2 separate regions of the Zea mays genome follow, and region 2 is linked to region 1. A link is a contact called in public Hi-C data. All regions are on one chromosome and are shown on one strand. The core of a region is the stretch at or near the end of the contact, and the rest is flanking DNA. Distances in the headings are between cores, read along the strand shown. Region 1 holds the start of LOC103649922. Region 2 holds the start of LOC100281148.

Region 1 (6,360 bases), core at 1,545-4,044:
TTGCTTTATAACTCTCTAATATTATTTCTTCCCGCTAATCTAAAAAAAAATCATTTTGTTTTATTGTTTGTTTAAAGTGTAATTTCCTGTCCAACTTCTTCATTGTAGCTCAAATATGTCAAAGAAAAATACTACAACCAGGAGCAAACTCCATACTTCCCGATTTAAATATGTCAAAAAATGCACCTGCTCATAAGAATGGGAACAGCTCGGAAGGCAAACACATGGGGATTCAGAGTGTTTGACTTGCACATAGACTTAAGTTTCTATAATACAATTAATTTGTGTGGTTTCCTTGATTACCCTTATACTTAGTGGGTGGAGAAAGAGACATTAATCAGTAGGTCATATAACCAATGACATGGTGAGTAATTTTTGTGCAACTTCACAATGAGGTATGAAAATAGTGTTTTTCAAGCACCCTTCGAGGAGCTTCAAAAATTTTATGAAATGGTATCTAGTTTCAGTTTTTTAACTAGAGCTTGTGGAGTTGGACTTGTTTAGATAGAAGAAGCTGAAATAGACTTGAAATTCTTGAAGTAAAGCTCTCCCAAACAGGACCTAAATAAAAGATGCAGTGGCCTCAGTTTGACCGTGTTCGTGTTGAACCCCTTAAACATCATCGTTCCTTATGCCCGTTTGGTAGGGCTCTTTCTCTGCCAGCTTCAACCATGACTCCTCCAAAAATAGCTATTTCCTTATTTTCAGAAAGAATTCTAAAAAGAAAACCATGTTTTGTTGATATAGCTCTTCATGCAACTTGTCCTATGATATATCGTCGACGAAAAGAAAAAAACATGAGAGAGAAGTAGCTCTTTTTTGGTTCTCGGCTCCTGCTGGTTTTTTTGGAAGAGTTCCTCCTTTTCTAGAAATTGCCCGTCAAAGAGCCTCCCATTTGGTAGATTTTATCAAAAAGTCGTTGGAGAAGCCTTTAAACAAGCCCTATCAAAAAGGGACTTAGAGCCGGTTTGGTTTGCTACCTAATTTGTTCTATTTTATCTAACTTTTGTTTAAGGTTAGTTTTTTAATTCGAATGTGGCACAGGTAGCCATTTAGAGTCTGTTTGGTTTGCTACATAATTTGTTCTATTTTATCTAACTTCTTCTTAAGTTTAGTTTTTTAATTTGAATGTGACGTAGCTAACTACGAATCAAACAGACCCTTAGTCACCTCATCAAGCCATCATCAGTCAGTTTCTCCACAAACCAGTAGCGTTATTTGTTCCCCAGAATAGAGAGAGAGAGAAGACTATTGAAGCTCCAGAATTTTGACCTGCCCGGATGATTTGGCTACAGCATGAATATATCTAGGAAAAAAAATCAAAGCTACATATATAGTTTCCTTCGTATGACAAAACAAAGATGCATCCATAATAACTGAAAACTCGATGCTGCATCTTACTTCCCGAATACCAAAAAAAAAGTAAAAACGCTCTATTCACAGGCTCCTCCTTCATTATCCATGCAACTCCAGCTACATTTACTAGACACACATAAATCATACTGCTCAATGCAATTGTGAAGCTTCAGATGGCAGCAGATTCAGAAGGGCAAAAAACGCGACTCTGATCAGGCTACGCCACCACGGCGATTCGATTCACACAAGGAGCGGCGTAACTGCGTAGTGGGTCTCCGAGTTGCCACAGGCAAAGCCTTCGATCCTCACTTTCGGGCTGCTGCTAACGCCGCAGGATGGCGAGCCTGCCTCAACCTTAAGCTTGACGTGGGAGCTGCTCCCTAGGGGAGACATGGATGGCAGCGCTCTTTTACCGAACTGCGGGTCATGGACGACAGGGTTGTTAGCGCGCACTGGAGGCGAGCCGCATAAAAAACCCGCCTGGCCGCTGCTCGAATCTGCTCCATCTGAGAAGTCATTCTGAAAAAAAAAACATGAAGCCGGTTATCAAGATTTAATCATCATCCATGGGAGTTTTTTTTTTTTTGCGCTGCTTGTATCCAATCAATGAGCGATCTTTTTCCGACAAATACCTTGCTGAGGATAAGATCATCGAGTATGTCGCAGGCGGAGGCTGGTCTGTACGGCGGAAGCGCACTGCAGATGCGGGGAGTAAAGAGGTTCAGCAAAGAGGGTCGTGATTAGTAGTACTACCAGACTAGTAATCTTTATCATTGAACACATCCATTCTGGACAAAATAGTTAGATGCGCATGCACCAGGGCGTTGCAGGTTGCAGCAATTATTTGCAATCTTGGCACCATCAGGATTGCCGGACAGAAAACGTGATAAAGGTAATCCAAGAACTAACCAATTCGACCTGGGGATGGCCTTGTTTACTGAAACGGCGAAGGGGATCCGGGCGGCGCGGCGAGGCTGGGGGCAGAGGACCTCCGCCCGGGGCGGCAGCGGCAGCGCGTCCATCTGCCACAACCTGGACCTCCTCTCGGGCACTGCCTCGGCCCTCGAGATCGGCTGCCTCAAATAGCAGTGCTCCATGCCTGACGCTCGGCTCGGGGCCTCCTCAAACCCAAGATCGGGAGGAACTGGTAGTCCGCTAGATCGGAATTCGGAAGGAAGTGGTTGCAATTTATTGAGCAAGCCAGGAACCAATGCGCGTACAAAACAAAACCAAACTGGTACAAGGAGTCCGCCTTTTTCTTATCAACACCGCGATGGCCCACCCCCCAAAACACAAGGATGGGAAACTTTCGTTTACGGCATTGCATTCCTCCGACTGGGAAAAGGAGGAAGGAAATGCAATGCTCAGCTGGGTGCCAAAAGAGGCGCCGCCTTTCTACACGGCAAACGGAACGCATTCTCGTGTTTCTTTCCATTCCAGCCATTTTTCTTTTCCGTGAGGGCTGAAGTTCTCCAGCTGTACACAGATAACCTAATCCACAAGCAGATCTTGAGGCAGCAGCGTGAGAGGTGGCGATAATTCACACGATCTCGACATCAAAGGTAAGTGTTCCACTGAGAAATATGGCATAGGATCTCCGGAAGAGAAAAAAAAAACCTGCATCAATCGAATAGACAGAGTTATTTGGAACCGTGATATCACCAACACCGGGCTTCTGAAAATTAGTATCCCGAACAGAGCAATTGGAATTGTAGTATTATAATCTGTTGAACTTCAGAATTGTAGTATCTGAGTCAGTTTTAGCCCAGTAATCCTTATTGTTACGGCAGTCCGTTTCTTGCAACGGATCCACGGGCGCAAAATCTCCAGAGCGCGAGAGTTTAGGTGGTCGAATATGTCTTCCACCACCTCTCTTGAAGTGCTAGTACATTTACCATCCGTGTTGCAACGCGGTGCCAGATGCTCGAGCTTGTGCATCCTCTGAAGCTGCATCTTCTCGGCATCCTTCTTAGAGATTCTGTCGACATTATCCACGCCTAGTGTTCTCATGTTCTCCAGACCCTGGAGCTCCAAGACGACTTTACTATTTTTTTCGTTGCAATATACCTTGGCAATGCTTCGATCTTAGTCAGTAATCTAAGGCCGCTGGGCATCCTCTGAAGCGATGAGCATTCGAGCACATTTAGCTCTTTCAGATTTCTCATGGTGCACATTTAGCTCTTTCAGTACCGCACGCCGCCCTGCAGGAGCTTCAGGTGGTCGAGGTCACGGAGGTAGTCGGCGACCGCGCCCACGGACTGGAGGAGGTCGGCGCGGGCATGGAGCGTCGGGATGTAGGCAGGGTCCAGAGCCAGCGAGCGGTTGCAGTCCGCGATGGCGTCGGCCGGACGGCCACCGGCCTGGAACGCGGCGGCGAACGGGTGCGGCAGCACGCCGCGCCGCGCCTCCAGGATCTTGGTGAAATGGCGCACGGCCTCGGCAGGGAGGCCGGCATCCAGCGCCGCCATGGCAGCCGCGCGGCGCCGGAGCAGGAGCTTCACGTGCGCCAGGAGCTAGGACACGGCCTCCGACTTGGATGTTTTGCCGGACGGGACGGAGGGAGCCGCGGTAGCGGTGGCGGACGACAACGAGAAGCTGTCGCTCCTGCACGGCCGCCGGCTCGGACGTCCACACGTCGAGCGCCGCCGCCGCTCCTGCACGGTCGTGGAGAATTCTCGCGCTCTGGAAATTTTGCGCCCGTGGATCCGTTGCAAGAAACGGACTGTCTTAACAATAAGGATTACTGGGCTAAAACCGACTCTGATACTACAATTCCGAAGTTCAACGGATTATAATACTACAATTCCAATTGCTCTGTTCGGGATACTAATTTTCAGAAGCCCGGTGTTGGCGATATCACGGTTCCAAATAACTCGAATAGACAGGTAGGTCTCTCGTGCCCTTCAAATCAAATATAAATTTTACCGGAGCACATCTTTCTATACTTAATCTATTAAGAACATAATATGACGCCTAACGATACCATAACTACGTCCCACGCCTCTTGACCGTACGATCGTCTCCCCCACCCTATGTCTGTACGACCATCTACCATGCCACCGCCTCCCCTTCGCGCTCGACTGCGCACGTGCCCCCACCCCCATGACCTTCGCCTCTGCGTCGTCATTCCTCCCGAGAACCCCACTTCGTGCCCCCCGGCAACCTCGTTCCCCTCCCGCGACCTCCGCCTCCGTGTCGTCTGCCCCCAACCCCACCCCCCGAGAACCCTGCTCCCCCAGGGGACCTCGCTTCCCCGCCACCATGCCGCCTAGGTCAGGTCGGATCCACATTTGGTGGCCCGTTGTCCCGGTACGCGGTAGAAGAGGTACCTGATGACCCAATAGGTGTCCCGGTAGTATACCTCTCAGAACCTGGATCCCAACACGACGACCCTGTCGGGCAATGGCAGCAGCGCGTGTCGGTCCGGCCGCGCCACGATGTCGCTATCGTGACTCGCGTGAGGCCGACCTCGGGCGGGAGACGCAGTCACGTCTCGCTCGAGGCCGACCTTCAACAGCCCGCTAAACATGCTTTATCTTTGTAGTCCCCTCCTTTGCTCCATTCCTGGATTCGCCACTGCGGCTAACTAACCTTCGTATGTGCCATCGAGAAGATGGAGCCGATGGTTGTGCGCTCAACCTCATAAGAACTCATGCAGTGGCGTGATGGAGAATAGGAATAGAAATGAAACGTTTTTCTGTGTAATGATGGCATTGGTGGGTAATAATATAAACTCAATGTCTACGTCCATGTTTGGGTGTTTTGGAGCTACAAAAGATGTGCTCCAAACTCCAGGATCAAAATAAACTAGAGCTCTGCCAACTCTATGGAGTTAGGCTGCTCCAAAGAAAATGTGGAATTAGGGTGTTTGACTCACTCAACTCAACTCTAGTCCAGAGTTTGGAGGTGGAACCATGTCAAATAGGGCCTTAGCCTCGGGAGCGCAAGAATTAATGATTGATAATTGGAAACAAAAAGTGGAGTATATATAGTTGTCTATATTATTGATAAATTGGTAATGTTAGGTTGGGCTCACATGGGTCTGTTTGGATCAAGAGCTAAAGCAAAAAATAACTAAATTTTAGGTCATTGAAAGCTAAAAGTGACTAAGGGTCTGTTTGGTTGGGCTGTGGCTATGAAAAAAGTTGTTGTGGGCTGTGAGCTGTGGAAAAAGCTGCTGTAGGCTGTGAGCCGTTAAAAAGCTAAAAACCGTTTGGTAGAAATCACTAAAAGTCGTTAAAAGTTCTTCGATATATGTTTTCACAGTTCCATCCGAAAAGTCACTAAAAGCAGGTTTAGAGGTGCTTTCAGATTTGCACTGTGAGAAAGTCAGCTTTTTCAAAGCTGCCAAAAGTCAAACCAAACACACCCTGGATACACTTTTAGTTCTTACTTTACCTCCTAAAATAATTAAACCTGAGTATACATAGTTGTCCAAACCATGTAAAATGGTAATGTAAACGCAAAAAGAAACGTGGTCGGCAGGATTCGAACCTGCGCGGGCAAAAGCCCACATGATTTCTAGTCATGCCCGATAACCACTCCGGCACGACCACCAATTTATGCTTTTTGAGATTATTTGTTATTGACGTAGTTTGATGTTTGCAATGATGTTACTTTGTATATTAACGCTATCTAAAACAAAACATACTGCTAGCATGCTTCGCGCGTAAATAAAAAAGAGAAAAAATGGATGTTGAGATGTCGTATAAATATTATGTTTAAACACAGACAAACTAGATAATAAAAAGGGGGAGGGGGGGGATACATTGTGAGAGTGGGATTTGATTGAACCCACGCCCCTTCGAAAAATTAGAGACTTTTATATAAAAATAATGTTTGAATGGAACAAGAAAACTGGTGTTGAGAGATCAGTATGCAAATTATTTCAACAAAACGAAAACAAATATAAACCCTTTTGAATAAACGAACATGTTTCGACAAAAGATAACATAAATAAATATTGAGGAAAAAAATCAACGAAAAGGAAAAAAATATATAAAT
Region 2 (6,360 bases), core at 1,059-3,558, 130 kb after region 1:
AAAGTACGGGCAACTGGCTAGTAACATAATAATTTATAACAAACTCGAGGATCCTTCTATACTTGGAGTTAATGATATGAATTGGTTATTTTAGGATCAGATGACTGACAGTGTCCATGTAAACAAAATAATTTTGAGATTCTTTTGTTCTCTTTTTTTGAGAGAACAGAATTTATTAGATTGCCTATCACTCTTAAGTTTACAGTCAACTGTTTCTTTGAAGCTTTTTAGGTGATTTAGTATCTATATAAAAAAACGTACAGTCGTTGAAGCCTGTAACATCACCCAGATGGTCTGTTTGCAAGGGTTCTTGCCCTGTTTTTCATTCTTAATATAATGATACACATTTGAGATTTTTTTATACTCTTCTTTTGATCAAAGGCAGAACAAAATTTATTAGGTTGCCTATCAACCTTAAGTTTACAGTCAACTGTTTCTTTGACGCTTTTTAGGTGATTTAGTATCTATATAAAAAACGTACAGACTGTAACATCACCCAGATGGTCTGTTTGCAAGGGTTCCTGCCCCGTTTTTCATTCTTAATATAATGACACACATTTTGAGATTTTTATTGTACTCTTCTTTTGCTCAAAGGCAGAACAAAAATTATTAGATTGCCTATCACCCTTAATTTAAAGTCAACCTTTTCTTTGAAGCTTTTTAGGCGATTTAGTATCTATATAATAAACGTACAATTGTTGAAGCTTGTAAAATCACACGGATGGGTGTGTTTTATAAGGGTTCTTGCCCCGTTTTTCATTCTTAATATAATGATACACAACTCTCCTATGTGTTAGAGAGAAAAAAGTACACCCAGATTATTGTGACTTACATCCTTTTTTTCAGTATCTTGAGTTGTACTTACACATTCCTGCTATTCATAGAATATGCAAGATGAAATGACAGATCTGATGGACGTGAGCAATGAGATACAAGAAACTCTTGGTAGAAGCTACAACATCCCTGATGACGTTGACGAGGAAGAACTGATGGGCGGTATGGAAGTCACAATTTCATCTTTGCAATATGACATCTATTTCTGGATTTAAGTCTTCCATAGTTTTTGGCACATCACTTGGTAATATGGTTATTTGCTAATGGTCTAAAACTCCAATTGTTCACATATATTTATACTCTATAAATGGCCTAAATTTTCTTCCTTGCCATCTAGCTAGTGATTTATCGTCTAATTTTTGGAGATGATTCTCGCTTTACTGTTCTTATTATTTGTTTCATTTGACGTTGCAGAGCTAGATGCTTTGGAGTCTGATATGGAATTTGACTCAGCTGCAGTCCCCTCATATCTTCAACCAGATTCTGACTTTGATGCTGACCTCAACTTACCTGCTGCACCAAGTCGCCCTGCAATGGTCCCAGCAGGCGGGCTGCAGGTGATTTATTTGCACAACATTCTTAACTTAGTGTGGTTCTGATTTTTTTTACCCATTGGGAACGAACCAACATTAAATTCAAAATATCTCTGACCTGATGTAGTATTGGTTTGAGTAAAGCACACCATGTAATTTACCAAGATTTATTTTGATGTTTCATTGCATTTGCCATCAAGAATTTGCTTGTTTGCCTAAAAAAAACACGCTTTACCACTTTATTCGGCTAGAAGTTTGCTTGGCTGAGGTGGTAATAAGGGTTATTTGCTTCTTATCTGATGTGCAGGAGGATGAGCTAGGATTGCCAGCGGTGCCTCGGGCATCACTTCGCAGTTAGAAATAATCTTGTGTTTCGATTTTAAGTTGGTGTGAAAACTCTGTAGTTTGTGTCTGAGTCTGAACAATCTAATGCTTTTCGTCATGGTAATGCTTCAGTTTATTGCACTTCCTGTTGCTGCTGACGTTTCAGGTTCCTTTTTTTTGTCATTCTGGAATTTTTCATCTGTCACCTGTCACTTGAGCCGTGTTTGTTTGCAAGTACACGTCACTATACAGCAATTATTCCAGGGGAAAAAATCACTGTACACACCAGTAATTCTCCAAGACAAGTCGGCAGAGTGAACAGAAGACTGAGGGGAAAATATCTTGGAGGCTGTTGTATTCTTGCAATGCAGTATCCTTTTTGCTAGCAATAGCACTCCCTTTTGTTTACAATAATTGAGGCAAGATAACTATCAGGATCAAAGGTGGAAATATCTTTTCCAAGGGGTTCAAAATATCAGGCAACAGGGGTGAGCGGGTCCCCCTTCTCCTTGGTCCAAGAACACCGGTAGAGGGGTACCACATACCAGAATCTTATCCAGAGCAGGGAACCCCTCCTGGCCCTGCAGTATATAACGGAGGGGGTCACCACACAAAATAGATAAGCGTTCCAGATCGTACTGGACCAATCTGCCACCACACTTTGATCACACACAGGAAGTTGAGATCAGAAAAATGCAGGCTGCCGCTACTGCCGCCGGGTTCTCGGCCGTGCTGCCCGCCAAGGGCAGGCCGGCGGCGAGGAGCAGGGTGGTGGCCCGTGTCCCCGCCACAAGGAGGAGCGTCCGTGTAGCTGCCGTCGTCGCGACCGAGGCCGCGCAGATCGACTACAGCTCAAGCGTCTCGTACGTGTTCCCTGGCCTTGATCAACAAACAACCAGTCGGTGTAGAGCTAAGTTCTGGATGGTATGGTTAGAATTTGGGTCGGTGACACTGACACGCATGTTGGTGACGCTGCAGGGTGTTCCCGATGGAGGCCTGCGACCTGCTTGGTGGCGACGCGTGCAACGGGCCCATGTTCCCGGAGGCCAAGCCCGCCTCGGCGGCGGCGGCGGCGAGCAGGAGTGTGGTCGGGGTGGACAGGGACTACCTGTCCTACGACGAGCCAAAGACGTAAGCAGCAGCTAGCAACTAGCATAGGATAACCCAGCTTTTAGCACCATCTGTTCTTGGTGATTCGTCGAGGCAGCAAACTAACTGTGGCCATGGTGAATCCACTGGACTGCAGGGTGTTCCCGGGCGAGGCGTGCGATGACCTTGGCGGCGAGTTCTGCGAGGCGCCGTACCAGGACGGCGTCTCCAAGGAGCTGGCGCACGCCTGAAGACCCTGATCCATCCATTTCTGTCCACCACGCTATGTACGTATGTGTAGCAGATGGTTTACATCTACGTGTTAGAGCCCGGAGAGCTGGAGAAGCTAGCTAGCGTGCTTACAGAATAACAGCAGCCAAGCAAAGCCAAGGGTGTGTATATAATAGGCATGCCTTGGGTTGTGTCAGCTGCGACTGTATGTATAGTTTAAACCAAGATGAAATGGTACTGATGGTGATATTCCGTGTTTTACGATACAAAGGCTAGAAAATAGATTTTGCCTGGATATCAGATAGCTTTCAACTACCACAAAATATTATTTCTACCTGAAACATTGACCGCGTTGATTTATTTCAACTACTGCACAATATTATCCTACAAAAAAAAGGTAAGCGCAGAACTAGGTTAGCTGTAGCCTGTGCCCTGTGGCCACCAAAGCATGAATTTCAGTACTGAATTACTAGCTCCAAGCAATGCCCAACAATACTGAGTTAGCTAGCTATTCGTTTTGTACATGTCAGCAATAGTCTTAATTATGTGGCAGAAAGAGAAAGCAGAAAAAAACAAAGAGCTAGTGAGCACTCCGTCGCTCGTCTCGCACAGAAAAAGAGGGCCAAATCGTTAATCTTATCGCTTGCTACTATCTATTTGGCACACGTTCTTGCTGCTTGAGTTTAGATCCACTTTGGACAGAGCCACCTCCCACCCTGCCTGTTGCGAACTGCTCCAGTGTCGTATTAGTTATCCTTTAGTACAGCGATATGTCTTCAAAATATAACTTTGACCAATTATTTTGTTAAAACCCAAATAAACTCTTAATACAATTATACTTTTATAACCTTGAGCCCATTAGAGGTGCGACTAAGTGTCACGCACGTCTCTAACCTCTATTTTAATAGCAGACACCACCACATTAGGATTTGAGTTTTGATTAGATCATATCTGTCATCGAACATTTCGTCGTTCATCGGTTTGTGAGACCTCAACTCGTAATCAACACAGTTTTGGTTGTGTTCTATCTGTTCTTGCTTGTGTTCTTGATTGCGTTTGCAGGGATAAGCCTTCGTGGCGAAGTCACTTATGTGTAACGGGTGATAACCAACGGGGTCGTGGTGTAGTGATTGCGAGGATTCGTTCGCTCGGAGCCTTGGATCATCAGTCGAAATCTCCGCCCAATCAAGTTATCATACCTCACGGAAGATCGTGCCTCATCCTCTATCAGGAGAGGCTAGGGACGACGTTTGAGGGGGCCAGGTCAGTAGCAGCGAGTGAAGTTGCTAGGGCTGCGGCTTCCGCTGCCCGGGAGGTGGCCAGGCCGTCGCCGGCAGTAGCCACGCCTGGGCTGGTCGGGGCGACAGTTAGGGTGGCAACGCCCACGGCCAGGGCCGCGTCGGCGTTCGGGCCTGTGGGAGAAGGGGAAGGGCTGGCATGACGAGGAGCAGCGGTGTACCGACGGGGAGGTATGGCGGCGGCTACCGGGGCCGGTGGCAGGAGGGAAAGGAGGGCCAGCAGAGGGGCAACGACGACTAGAGGTGAGGAGGGAGGGAGGCAGAAGAGAAAAATCTAGCTTTTATACCATGTGGGAAACCCTAATCCTATATTAGGTTGGATGTTGTATTAATAAACTTGAGTTAACTGGGCCTGGCCCATTACATGTGGATGAGGGAGTAATTACACAGTAAAAACCCCAAACCCTAAATGAGTATTCTAACATATAGTATATCTTGGTGTTGTCTATGCACTTGAAACATTAAAAACTACCTTCTAGACAATATACAGTAATGCTAGCCTTTTCTGGTAGCTCCAAGAGTGACGTTGGATCTTTCTAGCTAGCAGTTAACTAGGACCATTAATCACATCCTTATAAACCCAACAAAATACTTCCATTAGTTATTTCGCATTCTGTTTTGTCGGTTAAGACACAATGTAGTGCACGATCAGATTTAATATAGATAGTCATACAATTAAGATGTGAGTTTAATTGAACAACTTGGTCATCTAGTGCCACTAGATGCTAAATTTATATGCATCACATATAAGCGGCACACGTGAGAGCAAGTAAAAAAGGTTTATTGAGAACACTTTGAAAACACTAACTTGGCTCTAACATGTTTGGCAAAAAAAAGAGTTAGATGAGAAAGTACCATCGATGCAAATTTTCAAAGTACACCAGTGAGACACTGGATATGAAAATGGCCCAATTTTAGTTCACATCTTTCGGCCGAGCACCATGGTGTCTGTTGTGCACCAGATAGGATGTACCAGAGGTATTCGATGAGGCACTAGATGGCCTATCGGATAGGGAACTCAGAGAACATGTTGAACACTTAACTTTAGCCTTATAAGGCGCTAGCCGTGTTTAGTGTGGCACGAGGTATCACACTGGATAGGGCACTTCAAGACCATGTTCTTTTGTGCGGATCAGTCCAACACTCATTAGATGTGTCCGGTGAAGTATCCGATGAGTGCACCAGATATCTGACAAGTTTAATACTAGTTCGATTGAAAGGGCGCCGACACATCTGGTGTAGAGACCAATGAAGCATCAGACAAATTTGGGTCCCTAATCTCTATTTTCCAAATCATAATGACAGATTCCTTTATGAGGTTATAAGTAGATGGCATGGCCAACCTTAGCTGGCATCCTTCGACCACTAACACTTGCATATATTTCTTGAGCCTTGAGAAACACCCTCCACTCACTTGCAACACATAGTTCATGACTTGAGTGAGATTGGGACACTCCTAGTGGGACCAAGTAACTCGGTCCTAGTCGGGGAACTCAGACTCGGATTGGTCAACTCAGATTCGGTTGAGTAACTTGTACTCGGATTCCGGGAGACTTGGCCTAGATGTCAGAACTAGATCAGCGTACGTGAACAAATAAGGGAAGATATTGTTTCCTAATAAGAGTTATCTCTTTATGATACATGTACGTCCCGATTTATAACCCACATGTAAAGATAGATATAGATCTCCTAGATTATAGAGAGAACAAATTTATACAGATGTCGTTATGTGGTACAATACCAAATAAATTTCCTGTTATCGTCCCTTTCCTTGGACTATAAAGTGAGGGACGAGACGCCTCAAGAGGACATGAAAGAACATTAGATCATAAAGCAATAGCCACAAATATACAAGACGTAGGGTATTGTCTCGCGTCGAGAATCTAAACTTGTCTAAATTCTCATGTTTCATTGCGTTTGCCTTCGATTCTCGATTTCGTGATTCACCCGTATAAATTCACTACCGAAAAATCCTCGACAATATTATCGAGTTCTTCTATCTTGTGACACTAATTGAGTTGGGATGGTTACACACCTATTAGTCTTGGTGA

The links. Hi-C and Micro-C count contacts between places; a contact is called where the count stands out from the background.
Region 2: a Hi-C map of tassel shows a contact between it and region 1, with 3 times the contacts expected there. The contact joins the promoter of LOC100281148 here to the promoter of LOC103649922 in region 1. A contact is called at or near these places in 9 of 25 Hi-C or Micro-C datasets (bundle sheath, ear, endosperm and 2 more) and 1 of 3 datasets of contacts at active chromatin or transcription factors (seedling).

The regions. Positions count from the first base shown.
Region 1 is chr3:32,206,618-32,212,977 of Zm-B73-REFERENCE-NAM-5.0, forward strand. LOC103649922 reads right to left here and starts at 2,795. Exons shown (of 3, transcript XM_008675602.4): 1 at 2,266-2,795; 2 at 1,989-2,052; 3 at 1,291-1,875. The coding sequence starts at 2,453. The coding sequence ends at 1,597. It overlaps TRNAS-AGA (transfer RNA serine (anticodon AGA)), which reads right to left and starts at 5,912; the gene lies at 5,830-5,912.
Region 2 is chr3:32,337,140-32,343,499 of Zm-B73-REFERENCE-NAM-5.0, forward strand. It overlaps LOC100281148, which reads left to right and starts at 2,309. Exons shown (of 3, transcript NM_001174200.2): 1 at 2,309-2,554; 2 at 2,670-2,822; 3 at 2,938-3,270. The coding sequence starts at 2,385. The coding sequence ends at 3,031. It overlaps LOC100273036, which reads left to right. Exons shown (of 7, transcript NM_001147485.2): 5 at 885-996; 6 at 1,249-1,391; 7 at 1,675-2,007. The coding sequence ends at 1,725.